Linked DNA regions of Bombyx mori: region 1 is linked to region 2. Evidence: chromatin contacts called from public Hi-C data. All regions are on one chromosome and are shown on one strand. Each heading gives the region's core, a stretch centred on a gene start, on an enhancer-like site or on the middle of the called end of the contact. The rest is flanking DNA. Distances are from core to core; before and after follow the strand shown. Region 1 holds the start of LOC101740658 (elongation of very long chain fatty acids protein AAEL008004). Region 2 overlaps LOC101740658 (elongation of very long chain fatty acids protein AAEL008004).

Region 1 (4,843 bases), core at 2,122-4,621, 36 kb before region 2:
CCTCCAAGTAGCCCTTGAATTCTTGAACCATCAACAAAATTTAATAAAGTAATGCTGTGCCCACTGTGCCACCGATGAAGCTCGTCGTTAACTGAAAAAAGTCAAAATAGTATATGGTAATTTACAATTTTAAACAAAGAGATGGATAGTCGAAAGACTGATTAATGAAATTTTAACGTTACTAAATAACTAATCTCGCCATAAATACTGTTACATAAAAAAAATAATTTTTTGGACTTTTTAATTATTTTGAATTGGGAACACATATGATATTTTAAAAACTTCTTGCAATTTTGCGCTATTTCACATATTTTTTCGTGTTCATTATCAAATTTCAATATGGAATGGTGTGTTAAAGAAAATAGAATTGCAGCGATCGCCTTGCACAATTTGGGTATGGAGCCTTCGGTCATATTCTAGACACTTCAAAAGCTTGGTATCAGCCGTGTGTTCGTATATCGTATTATCAAGAGATACAACAACACTTCGTATGTCGAAGACCAGAAAATATCGGGGCGGCTGCGTGCGGCTAGAACTGCAAAGGCTGTTAATGCTGTTAAAGCCAGAATTCGTCGAAGCCCCATTAGGAAACAAAACATCTTATCCCCAGAAATGAAGATTCCCACTAGGACTCTGTCACGTATTTTAAAACAAGACCTGAAGCTCAATGCTTATCGTCGATATACCTACAGGACATGCCTTAAATCAATCTTTACAATTAAAGACAGTGAAGCGATCCAAACGTCTTCTGTCGCGATACGCAGGTGAAAGGCACAGAAATATTCTCTTAACCGATTAAAAATTTTTCACGATTGAAGAACACTACAATAAGCAAAATGATAAAGTGTAAGCTCACAGTTCTAAAGAAGCTGCTCAAGGGATCGGAAAAGTACGACGTGGTCATCATCATGCGTCAGTGATGGTTTGGTGGGGCGTGTCCTATCTAGGAGTCACAAAACTACATTTTTGTGAAAAAGGAGAGGAAACTTCAGCCAAAGTGTAGTAATAGTAAAGTATACAGTCTTTGATCATATTGTGAAACCTCGCAGCAATACACTTTTTGAAAATATACCGTGGACTTTCCAGCAGGACTCTGCACCTGGTCACAAGGCACAAACCAAGCCTAGCTTGAAACCAACGTTCTGAACTTTATAAGAGCTGAAGAATGGCCCTCGTCTAGCCCAGATCTCAACCCTTTCAACTTCAAATTATGTTCAGTTTTAGAGGACATGGCCTGATCTAAACGAGACGACGACATCGAGTCTCTTCAAAAATCTTTGGACTCGCTACTGCTGCGAAGTTTTCCAAGGAAACAGTGCGTAAATCCATACATTCGTGGCCAAGCAGATTAAAGCCAAAGATGGCCATTTCGAATAGAATCAAAACAACACGCACTACACTATGATGATTAGTGGGTGAAATAAGATAATCATAACTTAATGTAGGTATGTTTGTCATTGTTTGTAATAGATTGGGGGAAAAGTATTTTCGCATTATAGTGATGAATTTGTAATAAAATCTCTTTGGCTATACTATTTGTATCTGGCTGGTTTTGGTATCATTAAAAGTTTAAAGAATATAATTCCAAATTCAAATTAGGAAAATGTGTGATTTTTATTTATTTTTCGTACTGTCAAGATAAGTTAATTTAATGAAGAAATTGGATATATTGTAAAATTTTGCAAACATGCAACGCAAGCCGCGAAAAATATTTACGATGTTTATGGACCTAGTGCAGTGTCTGTGAGAGTAGCACAAATTTGATTTAAGCGTTTTCAATCCGGAAATTTTGATCTCAAAAATGCACGTCGCGTCGCTCTGGTCGCCCTATTACGGATAAAATGGATGCCATTTTTGAAAAAGTTGAGCAAGATCGGCATATCGTTAGTTACGACGTAGCTAAAGAACTGGGAATTGATCACAAAACAGTTTTGGCACATTTGAAAAAAAATGAGGTACACAAAGAAGCTCGATATTTGGGTACACAAATAAGCTCGATATTTGGGTACACAAATAAGCTCGATATTTGGGTACACAAATAAGCTCGATACTTGGGTACCTCACGAGCTCACTGAAAGAAACCTAATGAGCCGTGTACTCATTTGTGATTCTTTATTACCACGTAATGAAACCGAACCATTTTTGAAGAAGCTGATAACTGGTGATGAAAAGTGGATCACGTACGACAAGAACGTGCGAAAAGGGTCGTGGTCAAAGGCCGGTCAGGCTTCACAGACTGTGGGTAAACCAGGGTTATTAACTCGTAACAAGGTGGTGCTATGTGTGTGGTGGGCTTGGAAGGGTATTATTCATTATGAGCTTCTACAACCAGACAGGACCATCGATTCTGAAATCTACTGCGAACAACTGATTAGATTAAAGCAACAAGTTGAGAGAAAGCGGCTGGAATTAATTAACAGAAGGGGTGTGGTTTTTCATCATGATAACCCTAGACCTCACACATATTTAGCCACTCAGCAATAATTAAGAGAGCTTGGCTGGGAAGTGTTAATTGCATCGGCCGAATAGTTCTGACCTTGCACCTTCAGATTTCGACCTGTTTCGGTCTCTTCAGAATTCTTTAGGCAGTGTCAGGTTAACATCACGAGAGAACTGCCTGCCAAAACCAATTGTCGCGGTATTTTGATCAGAAGCCCCAAAATTTATATAGCAATGGGATCATGTCCCTACCTATAAGATGGCAAAAAGTTATCGAACAAAATGGTACCTACATACTTTAATTAAATGTAAATAAACTATATTAATTTTTTTTGTGAATTTTCTTAAAAAATGCGAAGAAACTTTTCCCCAACCTGTTATTAAATAATTGATTTTATCAACAGTGAACAAACAGCATTAAAAAATAGCAATGTACACACACAATCCATAACTCCCTATCATTGGACCAATAAATTTTATAATTTATCATACCTAATCAATCTTGATTTTATAATTTTAACGCCAAGTCCGAAATCTTATTAAAAAAGCTTGGCGTGATTTTAAAGCCCCTACGCTTTTAGCAGGATCGCGAGATGTGCCAATAGTTTTATTTTATTATCTACTTAATTCAGTGTTTCTTCAGTTCTAAGCATATAATACAGGTGATTTATTGACCCCTTAACATTTGTGAAGGTAGGTGCACTAGTGGTAAAAAATTCAATAAGGACGAGGGACGTGGCTTTTCGGATTCTTTAAAAAAATCCATAGAAGTTTCAGTAAATTCTCAATATTTTACTGAACTTTTACTTATTTTCATTTCATCGCATATTCAATTTCATATAAAAACAGCTTCTTTTCTTTCCGTTCCATTTTATTTCCCACCATTAAATATCGTCATCAACGTTAGATGTTCGAAAAAATCGACTAGAAAAAGACGCGAGGGTATAGTCAACAATGACGTTTTGGCCAACCAAACACGCACTGCGCAGCCCTACTTAGGTGGGTGGTGCCGGAGTGGGTTGAAATAATTCTATTTTAGAAATTTTGTTTGTAGTTTTGTAAATTTGATAGATAGCATATATTGTAATCATTATTTTTAGAAGTAAGATTGACCTACATGATAGTATAACTGAATTGAAGCAATATATCTTAGGGAAAACCAGTGTAAGCTATTTTATAACCTATATTAGTCATCAAGAGATTGGATCTTATAGTAATAGACGGTTTCTAGATTAACTTATCCCTTTTTTTAATCAACTGCTTGAAAAACTTCTTCTAAAGTCTTTGTACATCGATGCGATCAAGGGTAAGTGAAATTCATAAAATTTGACTAGTTTATTAAAAAAAATATTTTTATGAAGCTTTACTTTCAAGAAATCAAAATTTTGAAAGTACATACAGAAGCCGCATTAGCTAAAATAACAACTATAGGTTTCAATTATACAGCCCTTCTAATAAATTGTAAAAGTAGATAAAATATACAAAGCACTCAATAAGATATTGTTGAAAAAACAAACCTTAATTAATTTTATTAGAAATTGGATCTTGAATTTATGATAAAAAACACTGTTTTAACTACGAATAATATAAAAAACGCCAACTGCTCTTGCTATCCAATAGAACTAAGGATAAAATTAGTGGAAATTTGAATAGATATAAAAGTATTAGAATGAAAATATGCTTCAAATTATTTCACAAACATAAAACTATAACCTTTCAAAGATATGGTAGGTATATGGTATATGGAGAGCATTGATAACATTTTTAAACGATAGAAGTTTCTTGATGAAATCTTTCACTGTATTCAATTGCAAGAAGTATAGATTAGAGATTTTCTCACCCATCTATCCATTAAGAACACAATAGATATGTGGAACTCATGCTTTTTCATGTTGTACAAGGGCAAAGCCAAAATACTGTTCATATGACTTCCTAACTTATGTTACTAATGGTGTCTAACTAGTGTACTAATGTGCTGACTTTTTAAAGTAATATCACCACAAATGTAACAAAGTTTATCAGGATCATTTTTGCTTTCTTTTTTTTTTATTCTATTTAATAATCACTTAACTATAAAAACAAAAAAAAAATTCTACGCTCCTCAAATAATAAATTCTTTGAATCTGAAAATGCAACTTAAAAGTGGTTAATTTTGTGGGTAGTAAAAACCAAACCTGAATAAGTGAAAATGTATAAGGGTGTCAAAATGAGGGTTGGAACATAAATTAATTAAATAATTGTAATTTCAAATTGGATAAACATTTGACACCAAGGATCTCTTATCATGAAATTTCTGAAACCCCAAGTCATGCAAACTGTCAAACCTCAAGGCACTGTTAGTTATTTCCATGTGCAAGGAAACAAAAAAAAAAATTTTTTTAGCAATTTATATTATGAATCATGG
Region 2 (4,979 bases), core at 1,838-4,337:
TTGTACATTTTTGAGAATTCGTTGTGATCTAAAGGATAAGACGTCCGGTGCAATCGTATCTACCGATGCACCGGTGTTCCAATCCAGCAGGCGGGTACCATTTTTTCTAATGAAATACGTACTTGAAAAATGTTCACGATTGACTTCCACGGTGAAGGAATAACATCCTGTAATAAGAATCAAACTCGCAAAATTATAATTTGGGTCATTACTGGTGGTAGGACATCTTGTGAGTCCGCACGAGTAGGTACCACCATCCCGCCTATTTCTGCCGTGAAGCAGTAAGGCGTTTCGGTTTGAAGGGTGAGGCAGCCGTTATAACTATAGTGAGACCTTAGAACTTATATCTCAAGATGGGTGGCGGAATTTGCGTTATAGATGTCTATGGGCTCCGGTAACCAGTTAACCGCATCTATGCAATAAAAATAAAACTATAAATCTATTTGCAGGTTCAGTTCGTATTGATCTTTAGTCATCAACTCCAAGTCCTCTTCAGGCCGTCGTGTCAATACCCTCGTGTCTTCGTCTACTGGATCGCGATGCACGGCTTCTTATTCTTGTTCCTCTTCAGCGATTTCTACAAAGCGAGGTACACAACCGCCGAGAGGAAATCGAAGGCTCAGAACGGACTTTGTATGGTGAGTTAAAACTTATTCTGATAACTAGCTTTTGCCCGCGACTCTGTCGGCGTGGAATTGTTACTTTGGCATAACGCTAAATTTTACCCCCCCACTTCATTTACGTAGAAAGTGAAAATATTATGAAACATTTTTTTTTGTGCTCCACTTGTATTGGTCTTACCGTGATGTTGTATATAGGCATATAGCCTTCGTCAATAAATGGGCTATCTAACACTGAAAGAATTTTTCAAATCGTACCAGCCGTTCCTGAGATTAGCGCGTTCAAACAAACAAACTCTTCAGCATTATATATTAGTATAGATTTGAAAAAAATATTCATTGTGTTCGCCGACCTTTCATTGGAAACAACTCGTTGATATTTATTTGTAGATTTAAGACAATTTTTTTTTGGCTGGTCTGATGTATGTACTCCTAAACCGCACGATGATGAGTGATTACTAGAGCCCATAGAATAACTACATAAACGCCAGAGCCTACGTCGAGTCATTCAGTTGAAACTTATATTGAACTGTAAACTTAAACCTTAGAACTCATATCTCAAGATAGGTGGCGGCATTTACGTTGTAGATGTCTATGGGCTCCGGTGATCACTTAACCTCAGGTGGACCGTGAGCACGTCCACCCACATTAGCTTTAAAAAAATATTAAAAAAAAGCTATCCTACTCTTGAAAATGCTGACCGAGATATAGTCAAGCATGTAAGTCTGGTTCCATATTTGGAAATCAGCCAACCAACAAACAAACATTTCCATTACCATTTAGTTTAGTATTAAAAATTAATAAGCCTTCAAATAAAGTACCAATACGTATTGGTTCTCGTTTGTAATAAGCAAAACACATTTTCAACAAATCAATAAACCTTATAGTTAAGGATTATTGACAAATCACTCAAGGCGTGCATACATCTTCATATCCTCTCGACAGCTGAGAATTAATTGCCCTCAATGTCTATGTACATTATTTTGCAACTTTAGATCCTTATGTATTCACATCCTACGATTCAATACATACAACTTCATTAACTGCAAATTAATAATAAATCTCATTAAATGCGTTATAGTCAAATGCAAAACAAAATCTTTTTTGTGAGTCACTTTGTTTTGGGTATAGAGAAAACCGGACCTCAATAACAAAGCAATTCTAAAAATGTCGGTTACTTCCAAATGTTTGCAATACGCGGGTATATTACTCCAAGAACGCAACTGCTCATTTTAGAGGAAGATGTAGACCTAAGAAAAAATTGGATGGATTGCGTGAAAGACCATATGTGTAAGAGGGGAGTGAGCCAAGAAATGGTATATGACCGGGGGAGAAGGGCAGGAGAATGATGATGAACGCAACTGCTCATTCACCGGTGAATTCTTTAGTGCCATTTCATGGTGGTACCCACGCGAAGAAATTATGCTAGGCACTACACAGCACTTGAATCATTCTTGACATAATGTTACATTGTAAAAAAACGTCTCAGTAATATTAGTCGATGTAAAATTTTCGAAGAACTACAATTTCGAGGGGGGAACGTCAATTTGGTTTAACGCTACATTTTTTGCAACTTTATAAGAGAACCCTTTTTTAACAATTTGAATGGGGTAAACTTCATTGATGTTCAATTAAAAACATCGAACTGTTGATACTACTCGTAATCTATACTATCTATACTGATATTATAAAGAGGAAAGATTTGTTTGTTTGCTTGTACTGAATAGACTCCAAAACTACTGAACCGATTTGAAAAATTCTTACACTGTTTAGAAGCTACACTATCCCCGAGTGACCTAGGCTATAATTTTTTTTTTAATTAGTGATCCTTCCTAAGACTCCAATAATGTTACGAAAATTAGAAAAAAATAGATAAAAACAAATATTATTGAAATGAAAATAAAAGCTCATTAAAATAATTATTATTATTCAAAGTACCTTTATAATTGTCTATTTTTAGAAACCTGACGCAAATATAAGGCTTAATGTGTGTATCATATTTTTGAAATTTTTGTTAAAGACCCTAGCAAAGCCGGAACGGGCCGCTATACCACATAAAACGGACCTTTAATTAAAAATGATAAATTTCGCTTAAACCAAATAGACATTCACCCTTCGATATGTACGTAGACAACGTTTAGATCGTTGATTGGTCAATTATACTTTCCAGGCGGTGATGGACGACAGCTCGAGTTCGCTGAACGGCAGGAACGGCTACAAGCAGGAGATGGGGTCGGAGGTGCCCAGTTCGTACGCCTCGTCCGGGGCGGACGCGTTCGTGCGTCGGAGACCGCTCTCATAGTGCACGCCGCGAGTGTGCGACGCACATCCTTTCTCGACGTGAACAAACTTAAATATCTCACACAGATTATCTTTTGATGTGAACAAACCTGAACGTGACACACAGATTATATCCTTCACTGTGAACAAACCTAAACGTGTCACACAGATTATATCCTTCGATGTGAACAAACCTAAACGTGTCCCACATATATCCTTCGATGTGAACGAACCTAAACGTGTCACACAGATTATATCCTTCGACGTAAACAAACTTTGACATGTCGCATAGATTATATCCTTCGATGTGAACAAACTCATACAGTGTCACGTCACATAGATTAATTACCCTTTGTAATGTAAAACAGCTCGCGCTCTGTTATCTTCCTAATGTTTACAATGCACAAAATGTCACGTTGTCAAGTTCGCTTCAATACTCTTCGGCCTTGTTTTCAGTTTAGTACAAAATGTTATCGATAAAGCTGTAGAAATTGTTAAAACTTACATTGTACCGTCTTGTATTTTCTTTTAAACGCGTTTATAAAATGTAAAGATGGGAACTGTGAAATATAAAGAAATCACAATACGTACTGCGTTCGTGCGCCGGGTGTAAATGAAATGGCGTTTTTGTATTATGTATGTGTATATATATTTTAATCATAGAGTATAATAGTTATGGTAATTGTAACTAGGTGTACTGAAGGTAAACGGATTTTTGTAAATATAATTTTATCATGAGGTCGCCGCGTGCAGGTCTTGAATCATGTTACCATAGATAAAATATAGTTAGGTATGGTCCAGTGTCGAACTATTGCGTACCTTGCTGCTACCTGTAGGACTCAATACTGTGTATTGCCTTCTTCCAATCAACTATATAATTGTTTTTATGTTTTTTATTAAACTTATTACAGTATTCAAATAAAGAACAGAAAATCCGTGTTGTTCTACACATCAATTAATTGACTTGGGGTCTTGAAAATTTGTATTAGCTAAAATGTATTGGGGGAACCAAAGGATGCTTTGTATTAACACAATGTATCCCGCAGTCACTATTAAATATTAGATTTTGCAGTATTTTAATAAAATAATGACTTGAATAAATGTATAACATCACACAATAGTTTATAGACATAGGAATATGTATTTCAAAACATTGAGTAAAACTGATGCTCACTTCGTCGTATGCGATGTAACGAAAATGAAAAACGTTGCCTGTAATTTACAGACAATGGTCAAGTTCAAACAATAGGCTAGTTGATTAATAACGCCTTTTATAAAAGCTTTAAGGAAATTTAATTAAAAATAAAACCAAAAATTTAATTGAATAAATTGCTGACAAATAATGGCTTTGTATGCAATGGCTGCGTAACGAATATTTGTATAATTTACATGGCCAATGTTAGCCTTGACGTCGTAACTTACTACTGCTCTCTCTGTCTTGTATGAAATTAAGTTGATATTTATTTTATTGTTGAACAGATTTTAAAATGTTTTCATTGATCGCGTGTACAGTAGATGTGTATGGGGGGGTACTAAAAAAATAATCAACTCTCCTATTATTCCCAGTTCACCTAATAGGAGCATAGAACGAATTATAAGGTAATAAATTAACGCCTTCGTAAAATTCCGACTAAAATCTCGTTTATGGGTACGTGTCAAAAGTATATTTACAAAGCATTTTCACGGAATTTTAGTTTTACGACAAGTGAGAATCGGTGTCTAAACATCCATTATAAAACTTGACAAATTTTCTTCAAACATTTTCTTCATTACGTCACTTGCTACGTGCTTCTTATTGTATTTAAAGTGTAACACTTTTAAACTTCTCTTATTTATCAATTAGTCTAACTGTATAATATTCACTGTCTATTTACGATAAATTATGTCGTGGACAAAATTTCATTATTTAAACCAAAAACTATTATATAGACTACATTATTGATACATTCGCTACAATAGGGATGTTATCTTGTTTTTTTTTTTTTGTAATCAATAATGTTATGATACGAAATGTAGAAAATAATGAATCCGTTCAGGAATTACAAATTGAGAAATAACATCATCACTTTGTTTCTTAGA

What was found. A called contact is a pair of places that touch in the nucleus more often than the background predicts.
Region 1: a contact with region 2 is called in a Hi-C map of midgut, with 1.6 times the contacts expected there. The contact joins the promoter of LOC101740658 here to the enhancer-like site in region 2. A contact is called at or near these places in 2 of 7 Hi-C or Micro-C datasets (midgut and whole pupa).

The regions. Positions count from the first base shown.
Region 1 is chr22:6,798,821-6,803,663 of ASM3026992v2, reverse strand. LOC101740658 (elongation of very long chain fatty acids protein AAEL008004) reads left to right here and starts at 3,371. Exons shown (of 9, transcript XM_004931890.4): 1 at 3,371-3,745.
Region 2 is chr22:6,762,194-6,767,172 of ASM3026992v2, reverse strand. LOC101740658 (elongation of very long chain fatty acids protein AAEL008004) reads left to right here. Exons shown (of 9, transcript XM_004931890.4): 8 at 450-638; 9 at 2,791-4,979. The coding sequence ends at 2,922. Among protein-coding and RNA genes, the nearest start is that of LOC119630208, 29 kb to the right of the region's middle. Within about 2 kb of position 3,087, at least 3 of the 8 cell types and tissues checked have open chromatin away from gene starts, as enhancers often do.